2 separate regions of the Cricetulus griseus genome follow, and region 2 is linked to region 1. The links are chromatin contacts, called in public Hi-C maps. All regions are on one chromosome and are shown on one strand. The core of a region is the stretch at or near the end of the contact, and the rest is flanking DNA. Distances in the headings are between cores, read along the strand shown. Region 1 has its middle 23 kb from the start of Slc35f5. Region 2 holds the start of Actr3 (actin-related protein 3).

Evidence for each region. Hi-C and Micro-C count contacts between places; a contact is called where the count stands out from the background.
Region 2: a Hi-C map of the CHO-K1 cell line shows a contact between it and region 1, with 3 times the contacts expected there. The contact joins the promoter of Actr3 here to the enhancer-like site in region 1. A contact is called at or near these places in 2 of 8 Hi-C or Micro-C datasets (the CHO-K1 cell line and fibroblasts).

What each region holds. Positions count from the first base shown.
Region 1 is chr5:63,236,209-63,241,406 of CriGri-PICRH-1.0, reverse strand. No RefSeq gene overlaps it. Among named protein-coding and RNA genes, the nearest start is that of Slc35f5, 23 kb to the right of the region's middle. Within about 2 kb of position 3,121, at least 2 of the 6 cell types and tissues checked have open chromatin away from gene starts, as enhancers often do. A contact at or near this core is called in the CHO-K1 cell line and fibroblasts, where this site is marked.
Region 2 is chr5:63,319,833-63,324,756 of CriGri-PICRH-1.0, reverse strand. It overlaps Actr3 (actin-related protein 3), which reads right to left and starts at 2,251. Exons shown (of 12, transcript XM_027417777.2): 1 at 2,002-2,251. The coding sequence starts at 2,045.

The DNA of each region.
Region 1 (5,198 bases), core at 1,872-4,371:
CTGGTGACTGTTTTCATCCCATCAGTTACACTCAAGACCTCACTTGAATGCACTTCCCTTCAGGGTCTCATCATTCCTAACAAAACCACCTGGAACACTCACTATGCTTTTTGATGAGTTCAAACTATGTATGAACTGCAGTGTTAATTTTTTACCTCTCTAGCTAAGGAGCTAGGGATGGTACTCAGTCAGTAGAGTGCTTGCTCAGCCTGAATGCAGCCCTGGGACCATCCCTGCCGCTGCATAAACTGAGCATAGTGGTGCATGCCTGTAATCCCAGTGTTTGAGAGTAGGAGGTGGGGGAATCATAATTTCTAGGTCATCTCAGCTACCTAGTGACTTTGGTGCTAGGCCCAGCTATGGGAGACCCAGTCTCACAAACAAACCAACCAAAACTTCCCTAGGACCACATTTCAACAGGTGCCCTGGGAACTGCTGTAACAATGTTAGTGTGTATTCTGAGACTGTTGCTTACAATATCTTCACTCTTCTAAAGGAATAACTCAATAGAATTATTAGAATAAATTTGTCAAAACTTATTACACTGCCACTACAATTATACATGTATGCCCTGTTTATAAAGTTTTGTGTGTGTATGTGTATGAGAGAGAGAGAGAGAGAGAGAGAGAGAGAGAGAGAGAGAGAGAGAGAACATGCATTCCACAAATGCATATGGTAGTTGGAGGTCATCTTTGTGGAATCACTTTTCTCTTCCCACTTACACAGGTTCTGGGGTTCGGAACTCTCCCAGACTGTAAGCCCAGCTCTGAAGACAGAAGTAGGAATAACTAGAGATGTAAGCTATCCCTATTTCCAATAACTGGGCCCCCCAAACTCAGCACCCCTTCCAGGCTCCTGAGAGTGGAATTACAGCTGTAAAATCTTATTGCTCTGGGTGATCTTTGGACAGGTGATGAGGTTAGAGATGCACCTTTGTGTGTGGAGTCTGTAGTCAAGGCCACTACACAGGAATTGTTATCCACCTCTGTAAAACAGAGGCAGGAGGAGGTTGCTGCAGATCCTGCAGGCACACTCAGAAATCATCATTGGGCATTTGGCTTTTGCCCAGGCTCATTAGAATTTCCCAGCATACTTTTGCCTTATTGACCATCACAGTAGGTATCTTGGGAGACAAGGGGAAAGAAAGCTAGTTTTTCATCATTCTGCTTTCCCCTGTAGTTTTCTTTCTAGATACAATGTATCTTTTTCTGGCTTGTAAAAGAAACACTGACAATGTAAATTCTTCTGAGGGTACATTTTGAAATATATGCACCTTTCCATGTATCAAACTTCTTACAGTGGCTTCCTTCTCACGTTGAGTGGGGTTTGAATAAACAGAACAGATACATTCCATCCTAGTTTGATGTAGTAAATTTAAAACTCTAAGGGGTGAAAAGTGTTATTAAAGTCTGCCTTTGTGCACACACATTGAGGTAAGACAAATTATCCCATATCACAATTTATTTGGGCTGAAGATTTAGCTCAGTTTGTAGAGTGCTTACTTAGTATGACTAAAAGTCTGGGTTTGATCCCAGCACCACATAAAACAGGCATAGAGTGTACATACCTGTAATTCCAGCATTTGGGAGATGGAGGAAGGTAGATCACAAGTTCAAGGTCATCCCCAGATACTTACTGAGATGGAGGGCAGCTTGGGCTACATGAGACTCTGCCAAAATAAATAAATAAACTAATTAATTAATTAAATATTTTCCCCTTTTTAGGAAAGCTTGCTATTATTGGCTTCAAAATGAAAACAGAATGTAACAATATGGGTGGACTGTTGTGAGGTATTTGTTTGTTTTGCAAACCTCTTTCTTATTTGGAGTTTTAAAATATAGTAAATAAAATCACAAAGGTAACTGTGGCTCCAGAACATTTAAGAAATTCCTTGGTCTGTGATGTCATTTCCATCCTTAAGTCCTTCCACTCATGGAGTTGGACACACCCAGAGGAGGTGAGATACCAAGTCTTCTTAATGCTTTCTACTCTTGGGGTGTGCTTAGATACCTGAAGTGGAAGGGATGGTCTGGATGGATGGGAACTTTCATACTCTACCCACATACGTCATCTGCTTAGAGAGGTGAAATGCCACCCAACACTTCCTATTACCCCAACCCTGAAGTCCTGCTCCATTATGTACTGTCTTTGGAAGATCTTCAATTTACTGTCCATTAGTAATTCATTCTCTTGTTACCATCCCCTCCCCCAGACTAAAACAAATTTCATGAAAACAGGACTCTTTCACAGAAAATAACCTGAAAAATAGTAAGAATTCAATGGTTATTTTTAATTTGCTTCCCCTCCTTCCCTTCCCCTCTTGTTTCTTCTCCCCCTCTTCCCTATTTCTCTCAGTTGTCCCAGCTAGTCTCCAGCAGGCTATGTAGCCCAGGATAATACTTCAGATCCTCCTCACTCTGTCTCCTGAGTGCTGAGTGTACAAGTATATGCTGCCACATCCAGCTTGTGCAGTGCTAGAGATGGAACCCAGGTAAAATGCTAGAGTATGTATTTTACCCACTAAGCCTTGTCCCCAGCTCCACTGAGTGGGTTTTTGATGAATGCATTAAGAATGAATAACTGAGTCCTTACTAAAGTAGTGTACAGAAGAATCTAAGGGAAGAAGTGGAGAGGAATAAGAAAGGGGGCTGTTGGGTGAGAGATCGGGAGGCCACTGCTTTCAGCTTCACCCTGGGTTGATGAAATGGATAACTTTGGGCAAGTTATTGCTTACCTAAAATGCTATCTAGGTTCTATGCTGTGGTTAAAGGGCTTGAACAGTGTGGTTTGTCCTCCTTTCCAGTTAGTTTGGATTCCAAGTTCTTACAAACTCAGTTGATGGAATACTAAGACATGGCATCTAAACTACAATGAGTGATGCCACGGTTTCTTTGAATGGAAACAGTCCATCTCCACAGAAGTAAGCAGCACATACAAGGCTGAGGGAGTAAGCAACCTGCAAATCTCAGGATGTTCCTTAAACCTACAAGATTCTCAAGGTTCTTTCCCTGGGTTATAAAGCCATTTTAGAATTGCTAGGAAGATGACTCTTGCACTTGTGGAGCTACCTGTAGCAAGTTGGACTATAGGTTCAGAGATGCAGCTTTTATGAATCATCACCCATGCTGGGGTTGGATGTGGCTGCCTTTGAGTCATCCAACCTCTGGGAGTAACCCTTCACCTATACTCCTGTAAGTAACCCCAACAAACTCACTGCTTTGCTAGACTTGTGTGATCTGCTGTGGTCACACACCACGGGTTATACCTTAGCATATATTTTAACCTAAAATATAAAATATATTATATTAATAACTATTCCAATTTTGGTTTATGTTCTAAGAGAGACACTACTTGGCAAATGACTGTGTGTGTGTGTGTGTGTGTGTGTGTGTGTGTGTGTGTGTGTGTGTGTGCTGAATATTTCCTGGGGACTTTCTTAAGTATTCTTATGCCTATATGCATAGTTTGAATAACCTCACATTATTCATTTACTATAATTAACAGGCTGCTTTTCTAAGGGAGGGTTGTTGTTGTTGGAATGGTATGAGCTGACAAGATTCACCATGAAAATTAAAGATGCCAAGTCTGTGACTCAGATTGCATACCATATCTGAAATCAGAATTACATTAGCTGAGCAGCCAGGGGAGAGAAACAGGCCCTATTGGGTACCTGCATGTAAACTTCATTATCACCTAAAGATATTAGAGACGAAGGGCAAGTTGAATCCTGCTTGCAGACAGGCTCAAGAGTGTTTATTTTGTTATTAGTTACTTTTCTTATTGCCAAACCAAACTTGCAGATAAAAGCATATTGAGGAAGGAGTTTGTTTTATTTAGGCTCACTTCAAGGGTACAGTCCACTGTGACAGGGAAGGCCTGATTGCAGTAGCGTGAGGCAGCTGGTCTCACTGCATCAACTATCAGGGAGCAGAGAGAGATAAATGCTGGTATTCGGCCCACTTTCTCACTTTATTCAATCCACGACCTCAGCCCATGGATGGTCTTGCCTATAGTTACGGTGGGTTTTCCCACTTGAGTTAACCAAATCTAGAAACTCCCTCACAGACACATCTGGAGGCTTATCTCCATGTGATTCTAGATTTGTCAACTTGACAATTTGTACTAACCATCATGATTTTGCCCTTAACTTGAAAGTTTAGGTAAATGAGACACTTGGAATTTGGAACTCCAGTTTTATATGGCCAGTAAGTGTGTTTCTAGGATGGGAAATAGAAATCAGGCTTGGCTAGTTCATTTAACCCATGGAATAATCATTCATTTCAGGGAAGACACAACACTTCAGATCAATGTTTTTCCAAATTTATTTGTAAGTTTGAAAACTATAAAATGTCAGATGTATGATTTTCATGTTAATTCATTCCACACGTGCATACATGCATGGGTACATGTGGACACACATATTCACACACAACTGGAATCAATGTCTTAGCATAATGTCTATTCCAACTCTGGTTAAGCAATCAGATATTTGTTCATTCCATGTCATAATTTGTTAGCTGTGAGTCACTCTTCTGGCTTCATGATTGTCTCTAATGGTGTGAAGGCAAAGCAAAACAACCACTTGTACAGTCTCAGGAGATTCCACAGGATATTATAGTTCCAATGGAGAGAGCACACTGGCCACAGAATTCTCTTCTTTTCAATTTATTTTTTATTTTTATTTATATGTATGTATTCGTGCATGTCACGTGTGTACAGATGTCCATGGAGGTGAGTATAGGGTGCCAGACCTCCTGAAGCTGGAGTTACGAACAACAGTGGTGGAGTTCTTTCCTAGTATGAACAAGGCCCTGGGTTCAATTCCTAGCCCTTAGATAAAAAGAAAAAATAGACATACATTTTGTGTTCTTTGGTAGACAGAAGCTTCTGAGCTAAGGCATCTAAACCACAAACAAGAGAAAAACCAGAGTTGATTAATGATAGAAATGTAAAAGTTTTGTTCTTTGAAGAACTTCTTAAGGAAAAGAGTAAGGAATCCCTCTACCAGATGAGGGATATATATCTATAATACATAAAGAGCTCATGATTTAATAAAAGATGAAAAATAAAAAGTGGGTCAAAAAATCTAAACAGAAACCTCAAAATCCTTCGGTGTTTGGAGACAGAAAGAAAGAAGAATGAAGGAGGGAGGGGGTAGGGGGAAAGGAGGGAGGGAAAAGGAGGAAGGAGGACGAAAA
Region 2 (4,924 bases), core at 1,002-3,501, 84 kb before region 1:
TTCCTAATAAAACTCAAGGTATGACTTTCTAAACTAATATTTAATACTCAATTTGGGGGCTGGGGGTAGAGGGATACCACACAAAAATCCTTTCGAGAAGCAAAATTCAGGTTGTGATCAAAGGAAAAAATACTGAATAGAGAAGATGACTTTAATCAGTTCTATCCTTAATCATAAACGAATGTCCAGCTAACTTCTCCTTGTAAAGGGAGATCAATGCAGCAATGTAATGACTTAGTAATTGAGATATTAGACAGAAATTGCCTACACAGAAATTGTACCACTCCTCCTGGTTACTTGGAGTGGAGTGTGCTCTTAATTCAAGGTTACCCTTTCAGGAGGAAAAAAAAGTCATTTAGGGACAGCTTAGTTCAATGACCTACCCAATACTACTCATTCAAAAATAACCAAAACTGCATTTCAAAAGAGGGAAATAAATACATAAAAAGAAACATCCTACTTAAGCTGTCCAGCATTATTTATAAGGTGGTCATTGACTACATGTTTTACTGACAATGATTTCTAAAGCATGAAGTATCTGCAACTTCAATACAAGATACTTGAAAAGTCCTATTCACTCTGGCCAATTCTAATTTTAAAAATGTCCCTGACATCCATCTATTCACTAATTAAACTTTGGAAGGATAAACTTAAATATGCATATATAAAGACTTCAGGGGAATGAGACTGGATTGGAAGAAAATCTAACTTTAATAGTTTGTCAACTAAGAAAATACATAGAAATTCCAAGACTAAGCTAGTGTTTTCCAAGAAAAAAAAATATTAAGATATCCGTTGTTTCCGGCTGTCTGGGCAGCATGTTAGAAATAAAGGCAGGAGACTTAAGATTGGAGGGATTTGCACAGACTAGTGTAGGGGAAGGCATCTTTTAAATTAGTGTGGTATAGTGAATAGGATGAAAAAGGCTGGCAACTGTCCTCAAAACCACTGATGTATCTGAGGATTAGAGATCAGAACAGGCGTCTTCCTCCACAAAGTATTTCAACCCAGAACATCAAAACTAAAGTCTTCTAAGTGACTACACAGAGCAAGTTGTAACTCCCTAAAAATTCCATTAATACAAAAACTACCACTTTAAAGCCAATTTAATCAACCACACGACCATCAGAAACAATTGCTTTAAATCAAACACATTCCTTTATACCTCGATGCCTCCTTTCGGCTTTCAATATACTGTCACAAAACGAACGTAAACGCTTAGTTTAGTTTCCAGGGTGCGTCCCTTCTCTTCCCTCTCGGCTTCCCTCCGTGGGCACAAGAACATTTTTTTTTAATTCAAACACACTGATACCTAGCACTCATAATCCACTCTTTTTGCAACCTGCTTAATTTTGAAAGTTCTAATAAGACGTGTTAACGTTAGAGACGAAAAACTACCTTATAAGGCTATAAAAGACGGAAAGCAGGAAGCGGCTTTGACAAAACTAAGGAAGTTGCAGCGCGCTTGCTCACTAAGGGACTTTTTTTGAGGCAAGAGCAATAACCCCATGAGATCCTCCTCGCTGGAACTGGAATGTGACTTGGTTCACTGGGTAGTGGGAGATGGCTAAGACCGGGTGTGGGGTAGAAAATAGGCGGCGCGTGGGTCCCCTGCAAAAGCCCCCATTCTAGCTTTCCATTTTCACAGCCCGGTTCGTCCCTCTCCCCACCCACACGCCCTAGAGATTGAGGGTTGTCACAACGATCTTGCAAAACCTGCAAGGGGCGCTTCTCTTTTTTTCCTTGATCCTATGTCTGGCGGTCCCCCGTGAGTCCCCAAGATCGCAGGCAGGAAAGGGAGAGAAGGGGAACACCAGGTGGGCCGGACGGCCTTCTCTGGAGGGAAGGGCCTGAAAAGATCTTCGTCCCAAGAGATTGAGACGATCCGACCAGGGAGGCTCCCGGCACCACCCCTTGCCAGTCTGGCAGGCTCACCCCATTCATCTCCCTCCTCCGGGCTGTCCCCAGGCTCAGTTTCCCCACCCAGAAGACCCTCCGTACCCCGTGCCACAGTCCACCACACAGGCCGGCAGCCGTCCCGCCATCTTCCTCCTCGCCCGCCGCCGCCGTCCGTTCCGTGCTGCTAGACGCCGGGTTTGGAGACGGGAGCTAGCTGACCATGCACTGGCCTGGGCCGCCCTCGGTCCTGAGGGAGGAAGGGAGGGAGCTGTGGGGAGCCCGTGCAGTAGCGAGTGAGCAGCAGGATAGTACTTCCGCAAGCCCGGCAGGCTGGCCGGCCGGCAGGCTGTCCCCGCCCTGCCCCGCCGTGGCCTCCTCCTCCACCCCTCCGCGCTCTCGGCCCTCCTCCTCCTCACTCCCGCCCCCACCCTACAACTTCTTCCCCTCAACACTGCCTTTCCGCGGGTAGCCAAGATGGCCGCCGCTGCCGACGCCCCGGCCAGGCCAGGCCCCAGGCCGCGATCGCTCCTACTTCCGGTTCCGGGTGGGAGGGGCGAGTGCGCATGCGCCGTGGTGTGCGGCCGCGCGGCCTCGGCTTCTCTCCGGACATCCAAACACTCCACTTCGGGTTTTCAGGTGGCTAGAAATCCAGAACCCAAGTTGAGCTTCAAGGTTTTTTTTGTTTTTTTGTTTTTTTTTTTCTGAAGCGGTAGCACATGCGCGGTGGCGTGCAGCCGTATTCCGCGACCCCGGTTCTGACTTCTTGCGAAAACTCCACTTCGCATTTTCCGTCCGGTGAAAGCCCAGAAGTCAGGCTGAGTTTCGAGTTCTGAAGCTGCCTTTTGGTGGTGGTGGTGGGTGTGTGGGTGTGTTCATTCTCTGCTAGCTTGAAGAATGAGCAGAAGCTTTCCTCTACTGCGGGGGAGAGGGGCTAATTGGAAATGTGGTCAGCAGCATGCCCTCTTTATCGCTGTAGCACATCTTAATGAGCAGTCAGGAAAGGGATGAACAAAGGTTTGTGTCCTGAGACTTATGTCACTTATAATACTACTTTGTAGGTTACAAGCACCCCAAGATGGTGGGCCTGTGCTTTTAAGAAAGGCAAGCGTCCAAGAGGTCTATTTAATATACTCTGCACAGGTTCACCAAAAAAAAAAAAAAAAAAAAATCCCCTTGGGATTCTAGAGAGTGTCTTCAAGGGAGGCAAGCACTGGACCAGCGACATGGCGCTTGCCACTAGACCTAGTATGATCCCTGGGGACGCACAGGGACAAATGAAAAGACCCCTGAATGTTGTTCTTTGATTTTTTCAAGTCCTTCTCCCGCCCATGAGTAAGTGTAAAACAATAAAAATTAAAAAGCAAGCTTCCCAGAGGTTATGTTCTACATAGCCTGCACAAATGACCCTTATTTGGGTTTTGGGCTGATGATAGACTTCCTACAAGAGTCGTAAGATTCTCTTGGGCCTTTGAGAAAGGCCAGCGTCCCAGAGGTTGTGTTCTACATAATAAATGGTGCAAGTGGCCTGTATTTGGGTTGTGGTATTGATGAACTTCCTTCTGTAGTACTGTTAGCATGATAACAACTTTTTTGTGGTGGAACGAAAAAGACAAAAGATATGTGTGTTTTATGTTATGGACTTAAAAAACAATAGTTTTAAAACGTGAATGCATCAGAGTAACATAGAAAGCTGAAAGTACGCTGCTGGGTCACATCTCCAGGGGATTCTGCAAAGACAGTGTGCAGTAGAACCTGAGCATTTACTTTGTCAAAACCAGGAACCTGGAAAGTTAATAGCTTTCCTTCGCAACAGGCTTTTATTTATTCTTTAACAACTCCATACATGCAAACAATGTGTCTTTTTTGTCTCTTTTATTTACTTAATTTTTTATAACATGATTTCTTTATTGATTCTTTGGGAATTTCACATCAGGCACCCCAGTTCCTCTCATTTCCCAGTCCCTCCATACCCATCCTTCACTTTTGCAGCATCCCCCCACAAAAGAAAACTTAAAAAACATTAAAACCAAACCAAATCAAACCAACTAACCAAACAACTACAAAAAAATAAAACTCACTTAGATCCTCCATCTTTCCTACCTCTCCAAGACCTCTTCATTCATCTTAGTGGCATTGGGGACTTGGGTGTGTCACACAATATACCCTTTTTGTCCTATCAGCTTTGCTTGCAAATGTTCATTGCAGTGAGACAATAAACAATGTATCTTGATCAAATTTACCCTGAACACTCTCTTCAGTTCCCCTGGGTACCCTAACATAATCTCCTCCTCCCTTCATGGCCTCTCTCCTTTTTTTTCTTTTCCATTTATTTTTTGTAACCCACTGGATCTAATCAGTTCAACTTGGTAGAATGCTAGCGGATCTTGGCTTGATCTTCATGACTGCTGTGTCAGGACTGCAAGGTCGATGTCATGTCCAAAAGACAGCTCAGTATTTCACTGTATTCCTCTCCATCTTCTGGCTCTTACATTCTTTACCGACCTCTTCCAAGATACTCCCTGAGCTTTGTGGAGGGATGAGAGTTGGTATAGATAGTTGTACCACTTAAGGCTAAGCACTTATTGTTAGCACTTTGACCAGATAGGAGTGTCTGCTGGCCACTGCAGAGAGAAACTTCTCTACCCAAGCTTGAGGACAGCACTAATCTATGTGTAGAAATACCAATATTTAGAAGGCAGTATTACAACAGTTCCATTTAGCAAGGCAACAGCAGTAGATTTCCTGCTAGGGCCTGTGACTTCCTGAGCCACTGGCTTTCAGACAGGTTTTCCATACCAGCCATAAATTCCCTTCTGCAGAGCAGGCCTCAACTCTGGACCAAAAGTGGTTGACTACGCCTATAACATCTGAGCCATTACTGCACCAGTGGGCATATTTTGAACAGGATAGTCTTTTATAAATTACCCTAGGTTTACTTATATGATACTATAATAAAAATATATTAAGAAAGGGTGTCTTATTAAATACAGAATATTATCAGGTGTTAACCTGACCTGAGGAATAA